2 separate regions of the Mus musculus genome follow, and region 2 is linked to region 1. The links are chromatin contacts, called in public HiChIP or PLAC-seq maps. All regions are on one chromosome and are shown on one strand. Each heading gives the region's core, a stretch centred on a gene start, on an enhancer-like site or on the middle of the called end of the contact. The rest is flanking DNA. Distances are from core to core; before and after follow the strand shown. Region 1 has its middle 59 kb from the start of Serp2. Region 2 has its middle 34 kb from the start of 4930431P22Rik.

Region 1 (7,761 bases), core at 1,577-4,076:
TACAATCTTTCCACGAGAGTGAGGGATGCCAAAACTCACACGACCATGCCTGGCACCATGGGACAGGGCTATGTAATCCACTATCAGACAGAGACACCAAAATTATGAATGTGAGCAGTACATAGTATGCCATCTGACACACACGTGCACTCTCTCTCTCTCTTTCTCTCTTTCTCTCTCTTGCGCGCACACACACACACACACACACACACACACACACACACATACACGACAGGAAAGCTGTGTGCGTGGTTGAGGATCTAACTAATTGGAGAAACACTCTAAAGCAAGTCTAGATCTGAGGTTTTCCCCAGGACACCACAGCTGTTTCCTGGTCCTCAGGCCGAGGGAGAGGCACCGCCCGACCCTGCTCCAATGCTCCAGGTCAGCTCTCAGTGGTGTCCCATGGAGTCCTCACAGAAAAACATTTGGCCCTTGAATGTTTTATTCATAAAGATCATATGTCCAAGGGAACACGAGCTAGCCAAGTCAGATGAAATTAACGAGCGTAAATCAAGAAATGCAGACCGAGCCAAAATGGGAATTTTCAGAAAATGAAGTAATCACAAACAGTGCCTTGGTTTACTTAGACCGCAGACAACCAGAGGGTTGGAGACCCCTGCAGAGAACAAGAAGCAAAGGGCAAAGGAGAAACAAGCCGGGTGCTGTGGGCAGACTCTGGCTGCTGGCTGATTGCATCTTGTATGAACCGGAATGAAGTGTCAGGGAAGAACCTGGCATCAACTGCTCAGAAAAGGCCTTGACCATGTCCTGCTCAGCATGTCCAGACTTACATCCAACATCACGGATAGCACTGGTCTCAAATGGGCACCCAGGTTACCTATCTGGTTGTCTCTGGCCAGCAAGTAGCTTAGCTCAAAGAAAACACCTGAGTGCAGACCCTCACGGGGAGAAAGCATCAGAATTAACTATTGTTCTAAAACTCATTTCAGTAAGTCACATGGTGGGACCCTCGGCCCATCTCAGGTATTGACTATAAAAACTCACTGTTGCCACATCAGCAACAGGGGCTTTGAGATGCCCATCTCCCCATCCACCAGGAACCTTTTCAAGGGAATCAGGCTTGATTAAAATACACAGGGTCAGGCATGAATCCAACCAGCCTAGGACATATCAGGTGGCTGAGCATGGTATAGCACATGCTGTCCTAGATAACTCTTTCAAAAGAACAGAAAAAAAAAAATGCTGTCCTTGGCCAGAAGACAAACTCCTTTCTGACCCCACCACTCTTTGCTCTGGTCCCAAACACCCACAAGCCAAGGCTTGCAAGTCACAGTCCACAGTGCAAAACAGCCTTTTCAAGCCCTTGATAGCCTGGTGTGTGACACACACACACACACACACACACACACACACACACACACACATATCCTTCAGTGTGTTAGCAGAGACAATCTCCAGGCACTTTTAAGGACAAAAGAAGATTCCACGAAGCAAGTTCCTCGGTGTCTTGCTACTCGGCTCTACTGTGAACCATTGGCAAGCTTTCCTAAGCGGGGCTTCTCAAAAAACACAGTCCAGAAGGCAGGCTCGGAATTGCAGCCTGGCTGCAGGCCACAGCACAGCAGATGCACGTATTCATAAGCACGTCAAATACATCACTCAAGGCCTAAATTCGCAGGCCCGACACTGATCTGGGAAGTTGGACACTGGACAGCTCAAAGCCTCCTGGATGGAATTGCTACAATTATTTTACTGGGGGAACCTGTGCTAGAAGCACACAAAGCGACACAGAAAAGGTTATCTTCATTATCGGAGAAAAAACAATCCCAAAGGACATTGCCAAGCTAGGGAGGGTCCGATAACCCAAGAGCGCTGGGCAGGCAATACACAAGATACATGGATCTGCAGCTAAAGCCTTTTGCCTTTGGGCTGAAGCATCTTTGAACATTCAGTATACGATGAACCCCTATGAACTAGCTACCACACTTGGTGCAACAGGAAACAAATGGAAATGAAATCTGGCTCCCATCAGGTAGGATAAAGATAAAGTGTCTGCACTATTTAAGTAGAGGGCTCCCCCTATACTGGGGAAGCTAAAGACAGCTCACTGGAGGGAACCACGTCTTCCAAAGGACCAAGGATCCAGGCACGGGTAGGCACCAAGAGAAGACATTTACTGGACCCATACATGTGCAGAGGTATTCTGCCAGAGGTGTTACTACATAGTGCGCCCCTTTCCTGGCTGCTGAGAATTGAAGGGTTCCCAGCTGTTGTATGTCTTTAGAAGTTTTCCTCTGCTGTCCACAGCACCTCACCGTCCCAGGCTCGTGGGTTAGTGTCTTCATCCGCAACTGCTGGTATCATTTTGGACAGGTTCTGGAGACATCTTTAGGAAGTCAGACCCTAGTAGATTAGCAAGGAAGAGACCTGGAGCAAGAAGTCCCCAGCCCTTTCTGTCCCCCTTCTCTCACGCTGACTCCTGCCTACCACAGAAGAGTTTAGCTAGCTCAAGTCGCATCCCTTTCACCTCTCAAGCCAGTTCCTGTCTGCTATAGAATTCAACTTTTAGCTATTCCAAGCCCCACCCCCACTAGGCACACCCCATATCCCTGAACCTAGTGATGTGCTAAAACACCTATCTATTTTTCTTTTCTTTTTTTTTTTTAGACAGTTACATCACAATTTAATCATCAGAGTCAATGCAATCACTTTCAAAACTCTCCTTGTGGGAGATTAATCACTTCCTCCGTTGCAGCCACCACCCATATAATTTAGGGATTCCTCTCTGGGGCTTGTCCCCAGCATGCTTTCCATGTGCAGCTGAGCACGGTAGCCTCTAGCAACTCTGTCCTTTGAAGTGAGGGTGTCATTCAGAACCATGACTGGTGAGTGTGTCTGCGGATTTGGGAATTCCACAGTGTGCACCTCCTAAGTTGACCACGGCCACATAAGCTCCTCCTCCCACAGGGCTGCTGAAACCTAACCTAGCCCAATGGTGGCAGATATTTGCCATGTAAAGTGACTTTTCAGGCCATTTGAGTCTTTGCCTGATGAGTAACACAGATATAGATCCATCCGGTTAAGAAATATTTATCAGAGAACTTTCCACATGCCCAAAACCCACACTGCAAGTGGAGCTGTAAAACCAAACCAAACAGATCTGTATTCACATAGGGCCCAGATTCTGTTAGAGGCCAATTATCAGAAAATAGACAATAGAAGATAGCGCAATGAATGTCACCATACAGACACACCCAGAGATGCCGGAGGAAAGGATACTTGAAGGATAAAGAAACCCTTAGGCGCTCTGTTTTAAAGGAAGATTAGGAATTTGCTGAATAGTTAGGGAGGTGAGGGTGTGAACTCCTAACAGAATTTTGAGGTTGTGGGACTCAGCTGTGTAAAGTGGGGGCTGGTTGAATAACAGTGGAGATAAGAGGGGTCAGGGTGCTGCCCAAGGGCACGAGAACAGTGAGTAGTCATTGAAGAAAGGATACGGCAGAAGAAGAAGACAACAGCAACAGCAACTGATAAGCCAGAGCCACGGATCTGCTAATGGGATCATTTTGTTGTTTTTGCTCAGTAAGACACTCTGCTGTCCCTTCCTTCACAGAACAGAAACTGAGGCCAAGGAGCTTAGAAACCTATTCAAGGTCACCCAGCAGCAAATGAGACTACTGGGATTCAAACTGCTGACTAAACTTAGGGTTGCCTCCTCAAAGAAATCCAGCTGATGGAGTGAGCTGATTAACACCCCTTGAAGGGCCATTTTGAAGCCTAAGTAAATAAACGGTATTCAGCAAAGGCACGGTTCAAGCACGGCCCTGAAAACCAGTAATGTTAAACCTCTCAAAGGCAGGTCAGTGGCAAACATTTGTTATCATGCACAGCACTCGCCTCTCATTGCTCCGCCAAAATTGTGCACACACCGAGGATCTACTGTAGATCCGCCCATCTACCTGTGCAAACAGTGTAATGCGTAGATCAGGAATCCTAAAAAACAACCATGCCCTTTTACCTAAATCGAAAGCAGCCTGCATATCACGTGCTGGGGCAATGGTTTGGCAGTTGTCTTAGGGTAAGTCGATGGTAATGTATGGAGTCCTTTAGTGTGGGCTTTGTGGGGATCTCACAACAGTACAGGTAAAGCATTCGTAAGAAGAAAACTGAAGAGAGGAAGGCAGGGCATCACTGGTCTTCATAAGAAACATGGCCTGGCAATCCTACAGATCTCAGCTTTGTAGAAACATCCCGCTGTGGCACGCAGTCTTCCCTCTCACCACACAGTGAATGGAAGTGTTAAGTCTACCCTGCAAGACCCTGAATGAGTCTATGAACTTGGGACTTGCTTATAAATCAATGCAACTAAATCCTGCCAATGAAGTCTAGGTTTCATTACATCACATCAGCAGGGCGTGTCCCTAAGGTCACCTAAATATGCAACGTGGGAACATCCTTTTCCCTTCCCTGGAGTCCTGGAGGAGAGAGCACAGGGCTGGGCTAGCCCCAGTAATAGTGGCCTAGATTAGTTCACAGTCTGTACGAGTCTCCTCTCTGGAAAACTAGCTTTGAAATCTAGGAATGCCAAAATAAAACCCAATTAAACAAACAAACCACTATCATTTTGGAAATCCAAAGCAAACAACTGAAATAGAGATTATTAAATTCAAGAATGTTCATAGCCTATCATTACTCGCAAGCACATGTGTGTTATGGTTACAACGATTTGAAACTATAGAAGTTGCTTTAAAAAAAAAACAAGAAGTAAGGACAATTCTATTTGGGTGAAAGAATTTTTAGTAATATTTTTCTTTTAAAACATTGCAAGTGTAATATTTTTGCTTCTCAACAAGCAACATTCACAAGTGATTTATTACTGTGCTGCTACATTCTTGTAGGTTGGACTCATTTGGCTTAATATGAAATAGTTTTTACTACCTTTTCAATGATTTCTGGCTGTGATAAATAGGTAAGAGCTGGAGGGGAGAATTAAGCAGGAAATGGACAGAAAACTAACAGAGAACACTGCTCTGGCATTTGACCAAAGGATGGCTCAAAGAACCATGTCACCGTCTGCTTGTCTCTCGGTCTCTCTGTCTCTCTGTCTCTCTCTCATACACACACACACACACACACACACACACACACACACACACACACAACACAGCAGGGTTCAGTCTGCCAAGCGGGGTTAATACTTGTCCACTCAACCAAAGAAACGTATTCATACTTCCCCTGATAACTTAGAAGGAGCTAGAGCAGTGGTAGGATCAACATGATGCTGAGAACTGGGAGGAAGATTGTATGAGGGAAGCAGTTGTCTTGTAGTCATGAAAACCAGCTCTGGGAAGCAGTTTGCTTCTCCCTTTTCACGTCAACTAGCGATGACCTCCATCCATTTGTCACATGGCTGTGTTGCAGACATGAGAGGAGAAGACAAAGCCCAAGGGAGAACTCTGCCTGATCTTAGCACAAACTTTCCCCGGGGGACTAGCCGCAGAGAAGGAACCTAAGAAACTACTGTATCAGCCACCTTGGGATGTCGTAACAGTGTAGGCTGCTGTGATAAACACCATGACCAAAAACAACTCATGGAAAAATGACTATTTTGGGTTACTGTTCCAGAGGGAGAGACCGTACACCCAGGGGAGACATGGCAGAGGTGGCCAGAACAGGAGGCTAAGACATCACATCTGCAGAAAGCAGGGAGAACAATCTGGAAATAGGAAAAAGGCATAAATCCTAAAGCCCGCCCCCAACCCATGTTTCCCCCAATAAGACTGGACCTCCTAAAGGTTCTAAGACCTCCCCCAAACAGCACAGCCAATGCAGGAGACCAAGGGCTCAGACACATGAGCCTGTAGAGAGCGGCTTTTATTCAGACCATCGCATCTTACTCCCTGACCGCCATAAGCCCGTGGTACCTGCCTTGCTGTGCTCTCACACGGTAGAAAGAGGAAAAACTCTTTGGTGTCTCTTCTTAAAGGGACACAAATCCCATAGGGTTAGATTCAGTTCATCTTAATTATTTCCTAAAGAGGCTCCATGCACAAATACAGCCACAATGGGCACGAAGGAGCCAGCACATGAACACGTGGGTCAGGGCACAAACACACACATACCCTTGATATGTGTGCTTTCTGCCTTTGTGGGAGGAAAGAGCCACACTTGTTTAGGTGCTTGAATCTTGCAATTTCCCAAAGCCTTACTGCTGCTATCAGAGGAGCCATTGGCAGTCGCTGGCTGCTGAGGTAGAGGCTCCCTTGGTCTGTTGCTCGTGCCTCAGTGGGAGGCTGCCCACTCACACTTAGGTAAGCAATGGTATTTGAACTTAAGCGGTTACTAATAACAATAAAATTAAGGATGAAAAGAAGGTTTGAAGCTGGACTCGGGAGATGGAGTTAGGGGAAGTAGAAGAAATTGGAGGGAGGTAGCAGTGAGCGGATAAGATAAACATACACTTCATAAATGTATGGAACTTTTTTTTGTTGTTTTGGTTTTTCGAGACAGGGTTTCTCTGTATAGCCCTGACTGTCCTGGAACTCACTCTGTAGACCAGGCTGGCCTCAAACTCAGAAATCCACCTGCCTCTGCCTCCGGAGTGCTGGGATTAAAGGTGTGTGCCACCACTGCCTGGCATGGAACTTTTAAAGAATAAAAATATTATTTTAAAGGCCCCCATTGTCTTTTCATTTAGTATAAATAAAGCTTAATAATAATGCAGAGAAGGCAAAGGGATAAAACAGCCTACAAGACAATCAGTGACAAAGACCCAACAGAGGCAAGGAGCAGTAGAAATTACACCATTTAGTTTAAACCTGGATGAGATCATGTATTTCCAATGAAACTCAAATTTTTTTCATTTTAATAATTGACCTCCCTGAGACTCCACATCTCTGGGTGTTTGTATTTTTATTAACAGCTGTATTAACAGGAAATGGGGGGAAGATTCCAGATAAGACTAGAGGTTCGGGAATAGAACACTTGACATCTGTAGCACATCAGCACCTTGTTCATTACCCTGTATTCCTTTCACCGAAGGTTAAGGACAGGAGGGAGAGGGAACTAAGCAGACTGCAGTTTACATCTCTGAGAACAAAGGCCTGTGCTTTCACTAAGAACACTGAAGATGCGTGCAACTAATAAATACTAGGCATCCTCCGTTGGTCAGGCACTGACCATTTCACAGTTGAGGAAACAGAAATGCAGGCAAATCAGGTATAAGAAGAAAAGCATGGCGGTGGTCTCTCTGGTGTCCATGAACACGGTGCTTTTGGGAAACAATCAGACTTCTGCAGTCCCAAGAAAAACACGTTCAGCAAGATCACTGGTCCTAGAGTTTCCCTCTTCTGGAAGCATCTCAGACAGAGAGAGAGAGACCCTTCTCCATCCTCTAACACCTGTATGTTGCATACTGTGCCAAGGGCTGGGGGGAGATGGCTCAGACAATAAAGGCCTGTCGCATAAGGATAAGGACCAGAGCTTGCAATATCAATACAAAAAGCAGCATGTCCACGCCAGGGAGTAGACAGGTGTGGCTCTAGGTCGCTCCTTGGCTAGCCTGCCTTGAATACATACGTTCCAGGTTCAGTGACAGGGAATGTAGAGAGTGGTAGGGGAAGTGGTCCAATGTTAGCCTCCAGCTCTACATACTACAGGCTTCTGCACACATGTGTACATACGCACATATATACATGCATGTGTGCACACATGCAGAGAGAGAGAACGCCAAGGATGGCTAAAGGAAGGGGCAAAGAGAAGATATATGGTTGGTCATGTGCTTGAAAGACAACCCCA
Region 2 (7,761 bases), core at 3,415-5,914, 110 kb before region 1:
GGCTGGAATGGGGCAATGCTTAATAAACATGAGTTTTCTTCATTGCCCTCCATCTCAATCACTTCTCATGAAAGACGCCTTGAGAAAGTTAAGATATTTATCCTATTGATGAACAAACACGTTTTGAGGGTGTGTTGTTTGTAAGATGCTAAACTGAGGATAGGAACACAACCACACTCCTATTAGCATCACTACATCGATATTTGCATTTTTTTTTTTTTTAGTTTAAGTCTGAATTATAAGTAGCTTTTACTCCTTCGTCAACTGAGTTGTCTGTTCTTTTCTCAATGATTATATCATAGCTTCTCCTTTGTAGTACATATTAAATAGACTTTTCCCAAGGTTAGGAGTTTATTATTTGTGTAGCCCAGGCTGATCTAGAACTAGCAATCCTCCAGCCTCAAACCACCCAAGTGCCAAGATTATACATATATGCTACCAGGTCCACCTTTTCATTTTAATTAAAAATAGATAAATAAAACAGGGCCAGCAAGATGGCTCGACAGGTGAAGGCATTGGCCACCAAGTGTGGGGGTCTGCTCTGATTTCCATCCCCGGTGTCCCCATGGTGGAAGGACAGAAAACGACTCCTCCAAGTTGTCCTCCAACAGCCACAAGCTCAGGGTGACACAGGAGCACACCTCCAAACCCCGCCCACCCAGTCCACCCCCACAGAAGCGACCTGTTTTAAAGCTGCATTCAGGCTATCTTGATTAAACTTTAAAGAGCCACCCTTTGTATTTACATGCACTTGTAAGAAATAACCCTTTCCCCAGTTTCCTCTGATGACAACATCCTGTGAAACTGTGTCACAGCCAAGCTACTGGTGGGATCCCTGGTTGTTGCTCTAGCCACACCTTCTCAACTCCTCTCTCCCCAAAATTGGTGACCACGGAAACCACCAATCCGGCTTCAATTCCTGTACATTTGTCATTTCAAGACAATGTTGTGGAGATGAAACTGCATGGTATGTAATTTGGGGTTTGGTTTTTTTTCCCCCACTCTGTGTAGTCCTGGAGACTAATGGAGGTTGAATCTTTAGTTTTGTCTGTTTACTACGGAGCTCAGTTTTGTGTCCTGAGTGCAGCTTCCTTTGCTTATCAGTTCACCCATGGATGTTGCCATGAGATTCTTGTTTATTTTGCTACACGGAGAGGTGATGTCTCAGCGTGCCTGATTCTCATTTCTCTAGTGGCTGCTGATGTGGACACCTTCATAATTGTTCGTTGTCCTTTGTACATTCTTCTGGGGGCAATGTCCTCCTGTCTCTTTTGTCTGTTTTTGGTTTTGGTTTTGTTTTTTGTTTTGTTTTGTTTTGTTTTGTTTTTGACACAACATTTAAGTTCTATGCAGTTCAGTTTTGAGGCTTTAGATATCAGTCATTTTTCAGATGTGAGTTTTGTAAATAGTTTCTCCCATTATGTAACTTGTCCTCTAAGGGTGAAGTTCTTCATTTTGCAATTAGTAACGATGGAGGGCTCTACATAGGTATTGAGGGCATCTGATGTGGCAGCCCCGTGGATCAGCTGTTCAAGGTGACAATTGATTTCCTCCTTAGTGAGGAACCCAACAGAGACAGAGACAGCATGGGTGCAAAATAAAAGCCATGCTGTCTTCTTTTTCATTTCTTTTTATCTTAAAACTCTCTCTCTCTCTCTCTCTCTCTCTCTCTCTCTGTGTGTGTGTGTGTGTGTGTGTGTGTGTGTGTGTGTGTGTGTGTGTTGTGGCTTTGTGTGTATAAATGCAGTACCCACAGAGACAAGAGAGAGCACTGGATCCCTAAAGCTGGAGCTACAGGGAGCTGTTAGCACCCAACACGGATGCTAGGAACCAAAGCCAGGTCCTCTGGAAGAACAGTAAGCATTGTTACAGCAGAGTGCCCCTCCAGCCCCCACAGAGCCATGCATGACCTAAAGCTCAGAGGCGACATATCATTTCATTGTAGTCTTACAGAGACTACAAAGGCCACAGACAGGCTCTGACATCAGATGGGAGGGGACAGCACAGCATGCGCATGCCAAGAGCGAAGCCCTCCTGGCCTGGGCTAACAGTCACTGACTTCAGATCTAAACAACAACAACAACAATTTATAATATATAATATATATAATATATATAAAATGTTAAAACCTATCAAAACCATATAATTGACATGTGTAGATATCTTTATAAGTTTTCAAAAAATTTTGTCTTTTTGCTTGTTCTCATTTTGTTTGGTTTGTAAGCATTTTTCTAAGCATTCATAAAGCACCCATCTTTTAAAATGTTTATTTTCTTAGCGTATGTTTGTGTTCTAGGATCCAACTCAGGTGGTCAGGTTTGGCAGCAAGCTCCTTTACCCTCTGAGCCATCTCGCTGGCCCTATTTTCTTTCCTTTCTGTTCTAAGGGGTAAAGAATAACCTATAGCCCTTACACTTTCTTATACCACTGGTAATTTCTTGAGTTTGGAAGCTTTAATTCTTTTTAAGGTGTTTTTATTGGCTCTGCGCCTAAAGTTAACTTGTATATTTAGAATGGTATCCAGTATTTTAGGCAGTATTGGCTTTTTTCTCTGCTACATATGATTAAGAAATTAGTTATTCAAGTTTCTCCCACTGTCATCTCCATCTCAGTGTGGCCGTTATTTTTACATCTTCACATTTTTCTTTTCCTTTCCTTGAGGCTCAGTCCAGGGTAGCAATCCTGATGTCCCTGATCCCAAGAGGCCATTAAGGAGTCGACCTGAAAGTAAATCTTCACACAGGACCCTTGTGTGGTCTTTGTTGGCTTGTCTGAGTTGATCCAGCTGTGCGGAACATAGCTGTCTTAGTTAGGGTTTTATTGCTGTGAACAGACACCATGACCAAGACAACTCTTATAAGGACAACATTTTATTGGGGCTGGCTTACAGGTTCAGAGGTTCAGTCCATTATCATCAAAGTGGAAATATGGCAACATCCAGGCAGGCATGGTGGAGGAGGAACTAAGAGTTCTACATCTTCATCTGAAGGCTGCTAGCAGAATACTGACTTCTAGGCAGCTAGGATGAGGGTCTTAAAACCCCCACCCACAGTGACACACCTACTCCAACAGGGCCACACCTTCTAATAGATCCACTCCCTAAGCCAGTGTATATAAACCATAACAATAGCTAACTCCTCTTTCACAAGATGGCAGTGGGGACCATCCTGCTGAGTTTTCCCTTTAATCTCCATAGACACTGGCATGGCAGGAAGAGGCTTGTCACATACAACACAGGGCACAGATTTAAACGTAATTTCATATGCCAGTGAATTTTGTAATATATAAAAATCTCAGGTACACACAACCAAGTGACTCATTACTCATTCGAGATGGGGAAGGTAACTGAGCATCCTGTGTCTGTCCTTGCTACATTGGACTCCTAGACAAGTGGGAGCTGAGCACACCCTTACCAGCAGGAACAGAAGCTTCCATAGGCCCTGCAAGGAAGCCCTGACAAAAATCAACCCATCAGGAAGTCCCATGGAACCCAGCCGTGCCAAGGGCATCCCCTGGGAAGATGTCTCATTTAAGAGGAAATTTCCCAGAGCTGACCTGGATTGCCATATGTGTAGCCCCCAAAGTTCCCCATGCACAACCAACTGCAACCAACTCTACAATCCTCTCCTTATATATACACAGTGTGCCTTCAGTGCGCTTGTACGTGCAGCTGTCTCCAACTGATCCAGGTTTCCATTTACTAAGTGCCTGTAACTTGACTGAGAACCCTGTGTCCCCAGTCCTTATCTTCAACAGCCACCCCCCTGGGGGAAATGTCATTTACTATTGTTGTAAAATAACAATGACCCAGATAAAGAAACTAAACTTCAAGAACTCCCCATTGACCAAGAAACTCACCAAAGACAGTTGCCAAGACCCTATCACTAATGACAGTTAAGAAGGTCCTTTCTAAACATGGACTGTTCCCAGAAGACCTTTGGAGGGGCCCCTGCCTTGCACTCTCTTCATCCAAGACTTCTTCTAGTCTCTCCTCCCACCCACAGTCATCTTCTCATCTCCACAGGAACTCTTAAGAAAGTGGATCATACAATAGAGAGAAGGTGGGGACAGTCCCTCCAGCAAGATGGTACCAGGGAGCCACTGGGATTTGCTGACAACCACGGAGATCCATACATTTGTCCGTAGAAATAACACGTTGTGCTGTAAGATAGATAACTCCCTCACTGTCTGAAGAGGCAAAGGAGTGGTGGTTTGCCAGCAGAGAAACCTGCTCAGCCTTGTAATACAATTTATATTGGCAGATGTGATTTGAGTTCAACCCATTGGCTTGGAAGCGGGCTTGCATGATTCATACCTTGGAGGCTGTGTCTATCCTGAAGCCCATGAGTCTGGCTCTGTGCCCCTGTCTCACTTGAGACTGCACGCTTTTGTTTGGTTTTGTTTTTTGGTTTGGTTTGGTTTGGTTTGGTTTGGTTTGGTTTGGTTTGGTTTGGTTTTTAGAGACAGGGTTTCTCTGTATAGCCCTGGCTGTCCTGGAACTCACTCTGTAGACCAGGCTGAGACTGCACATTCAACGTGGGCAGGCGTCTCTCCTTTTGTTGATTCCCGTTTCCTGTAAGCATTTGAACACAACCTTGGCCAGAGCTGAGCTTGCTAAAGCATCTTGCTAATCCCGGAAGGTGACCCAGGGAACCCATTGCTGTCTGAATCATTTCGATCTGTGCAAGAGATTTTTGCAGTCACTTGCAATCATTATTGTTGCTGAGCTGAGAGGATCCAGAAAATCAGAAGGAAAACAGAACATCTAAGCATCCGGGAGCCCGGGGCCTAAAAATATCAGCTGGCTTGGGTGGAGCTTTAGTTAGTTTCTGAGAAAGTCCTCGGGTCCTAAGGCCCTTGGGTGGAGGATGGCTTCAATCTCATTATGGTGATTGGGAAGGAGGGACATCAGAGCCTCAAACATACCCTGAGAAGACAGGCATTCCTCCCAAATAGAATGTGGATTGTTTAGGCGAATGTCCTTGCCAGGTGGCATTTCCATTTGAGTCTGTTCTGCTGGGGCAGGGGGGGGGGGTCATGGACATGGACACAAAATCGCCCTCCCATCTCTCAGGTTCGGAAGAAAGCTCCCCTTTGCAGGCTGGAAAGCCATTCTCAGCTTTGGGAGTGATATAAAGCATGCCATTGTCAAGGCTGGGCCTGAGAACATCGCGCTCTCAGCCTTACTGGCTTGGCGAGTGTCAAAGGAGTCTAACAGGGCTGCCTACCATGAATCCCATCCTTCTGGTCGGCCCAGCTGGGCCCTCACCCCCTCACCCCCAGTTCCACTCACTATTCGAATGCTGTAAAATTTGTTCCAGGACAAGCTATGATTCTTGCTCATTTTAGACTTGGCAATGCTACAAATGTTTACATTTCCTTTTTATTAAATCTCTCTTTGTCCCTCTGTCTCTATCTCTCTCTCTGTCTCTTTGTCTCTCTGTGTGTATGTGCACACATGTGCACGCACGCACACACAAGACCACGGGCATGGAGAAAATATGAAGGTCAGAGAAAACCTTGGTAGCAGTCCTCACATCGTTTGAGAAAGGGTGTCCCACTCTGAACTAGCTGACCTGTGAACTTCGGGGTTTCTCCTGTTCCTGCCTTCCATCTCTCCATTAGGGAAACTAGAATTAAAGCTAAGCTACCACTCCAGGCTGCTAGTTGGGTTCTGGAGATTTACTCATGTCCTCACATCTGCACGGCAAGTGTGCTGCCCACTAAGCCATCTCTCCACCCTTCCTTGTCACTGTTTTTAACAAAGAAAAGTCTGATTGTTGTAAGATCTTAAGCAAGCAGCCTCATCTGACACCCTCAAGCAGAAGAGAGGAATGGTCGGTTTGCAAGACTAGAGGAGATAAATTCATGAAACTCGGCCACTGAGCAAGTCACTAATTGCTTTGTGGGCCCCAGAGGCCCTGGCGCCCCATGCTTGGCTCTGACACCTGTCACCATTCCTTTGTGGACCCAGGGGAGGCAGTCTACTCCTGTTAATCCCTTGCCTTAGGGCTTGTGCCTACTGTCCTAACCATGAGGTTTTTACTTCTTCACTTTGATGCAGATGAGGAATGTGATAACTGTCATGTGGAATTGAAAAAAAGAAAAAACAAAAACCAGAGAAATGTGGGTAAACAGCATTCTTTAACAATCCATAGGATGCGAGGAATGTTGTGCTGGTACCTTTTCTCCATTTGTCTTGAGGAGACCTAGATGTGCACATACACATACGTGTGACATGTGACATGTGCATGTGAGCTTGATGACATCAGAGGAATCTCTTTTTTTTCCTTTTTGCAATTTGTTTCATTATTAATTTTTTTCTCTTAAAAAAATACCTTTTGCTAGAACATTCTGTCTAGAAACTTCCAAAGGAAAACACTCAAGCCCATAATAGAGAACAGAAATTATATAAAAAAGCATCTCCTCTGAAGGCAGAGATAATGAGATTTTGAATTGCTGTACGTTCTTGGAGACTCATTTGGAGCAAGTGGCTTTTACAAGGCTGAACCCTCCTGTCTACCTAACCTTCGGGAAATGGCTTTGTAAGTAGCATTGAGCCTACTTCCCAAGATGATTGAGAGTACAAAGGAAAAGAGAAATACACAAAATGCACAGCAAAGAGCCTGGCTGGTGTTAGATGTCTCCGGATAGAAATAACTAATAGCAAAATTTAGCTTCTCTATGGCCACTGTCTGTTGTCTAAATGACATTTCTGAGTCTGCACCACACCCCTTGGAAGGCTGAAGTTATAGCCACATTAGTATGGAAGTTTGGGCCTTGTATGGTTCAACCTGAGGACCACAGCCGCAGTTGGTAGAAGCAGAGACAGGGTTTGAACCTGCCTTCTGTGCTGCCTTCTGTGTGCTAGATGGAAGGTTTACATTATTCTCATTGGCTTGCAGAATTTTTAAACATTTCTACCTAGTACTCATCATTTCAAGATTAAGAGAGATTTGGTTTATATGTACAAATTTGATATTTCTGGGCACCCCTGTGTTCTCACGTGGCCATGATGGCCGCGGCTATTGATGTCTGACACCTTTGGACAGACTGGAGTTTGAGGAGGTCCCTGTCAATCCTCCTAGGCATACATTCTTGTCTCCCTGGGAAGCCAGACACATGAGACATCGTGCTGTCTCCCAGTGCCTTCTCATCCATCTCCCTCACTGAGTTTATGAGTTTGTTGGGCAATGACCCGATATCCAGATACGCTCCCTTTGTTGAACAAAATCCCTTGTTTACCACTTCATCTCTTGAATTCTACTCATTTCTGCTTGCGGCAACTCTCAGCAGCAATTAATGACAGACCAGACCAATGCTGTGGGATTCCTCCAGGGCCCTGATGCTTCCCTTGTGCTGGGAACTCTGGAAAGCCCCAGAAACATCCCTGAGTCTGATACTCTATCATCAGTTAGGCTTGCTCTATTTCATGCTACGCTCCCATGACTGCCCTGTACATCCCGCCTTACCTCAGATCCACCTCCAAGGATGATTGAGTCAGCTCCTACCTTATCCCTCTAGTGTGTCCATGACTGCCTAACCTTTACTAAACCTTTCTCCATAGTCAATGGCAGCTTCCAGTTGGAGATCTATGGAATTACATAGGACCCCCCGCTTCAAAGGGCCCCTCATTTGGCTCGGAGCTCTGATACTGCATCTTTAAAATCTCTACTTTTGAAGCAAGAACCTCTTTTTTATTTTTCTGTGGGGCCAGGAAGTACGTAATGGGTCTTACTCATGTTCTAATTCGAGAAGTTT

The links. HiChIP or PLAC-seq counts read pairs in DNA pulled down with a chosen protein or histone mark.
Region 2: a contact with region 1 is called in an H3K27ac HiChIP or PLAC-seq map of extraembryonic endoderm stem cells. The contact joins two enhancer-like sites. A contact is called at or near these places in 21 of 484 Hi-C or Micro-C datasets (the 63-12 cell line, the AtT-20 cell line, B cells and 12 more) and 7 of 115 datasets of contacts at active chromatin or transcription factors (cardiomyocytes, differentiating embryonic stem cells, embryonic stem cells and 2 more).

Annotation. Positions count from the first base shown.
Region 1 is chr14:76,611,481-76,619,241 of GRCm38.p6, reverse strand. No RefSeq gene overlaps it. Among named protein-coding and RNA genes, the nearest start is that of Serp2, 59 kb to the right of the region's middle. Within about 2 kb of position 2,826, at least 52 of the 459 cell types and tissues checked have an H3K27ac peak or open chromatin away from gene starts, as enhancers often do. A contact at or near this core is called in extraembryonic endoderm stem cells, where this site is marked.
Region 2 is chr14:76,721,999-76,729,759 of GRCm38.p6, reverse strand. No RefSeq gene overlaps it. Among named protein-coding and RNA genes, the nearest start is that of 4930431P22Rik, 34 kb to the left of the region's middle. Within about 2 kb of position 4,664, at least 36 of the 459 cell types and tissues checked have an H3K27ac peak or open chromatin away from gene starts, as enhancers often do. A contact at or near this core is called in extraembryonic endoderm stem cells, where this site is marked.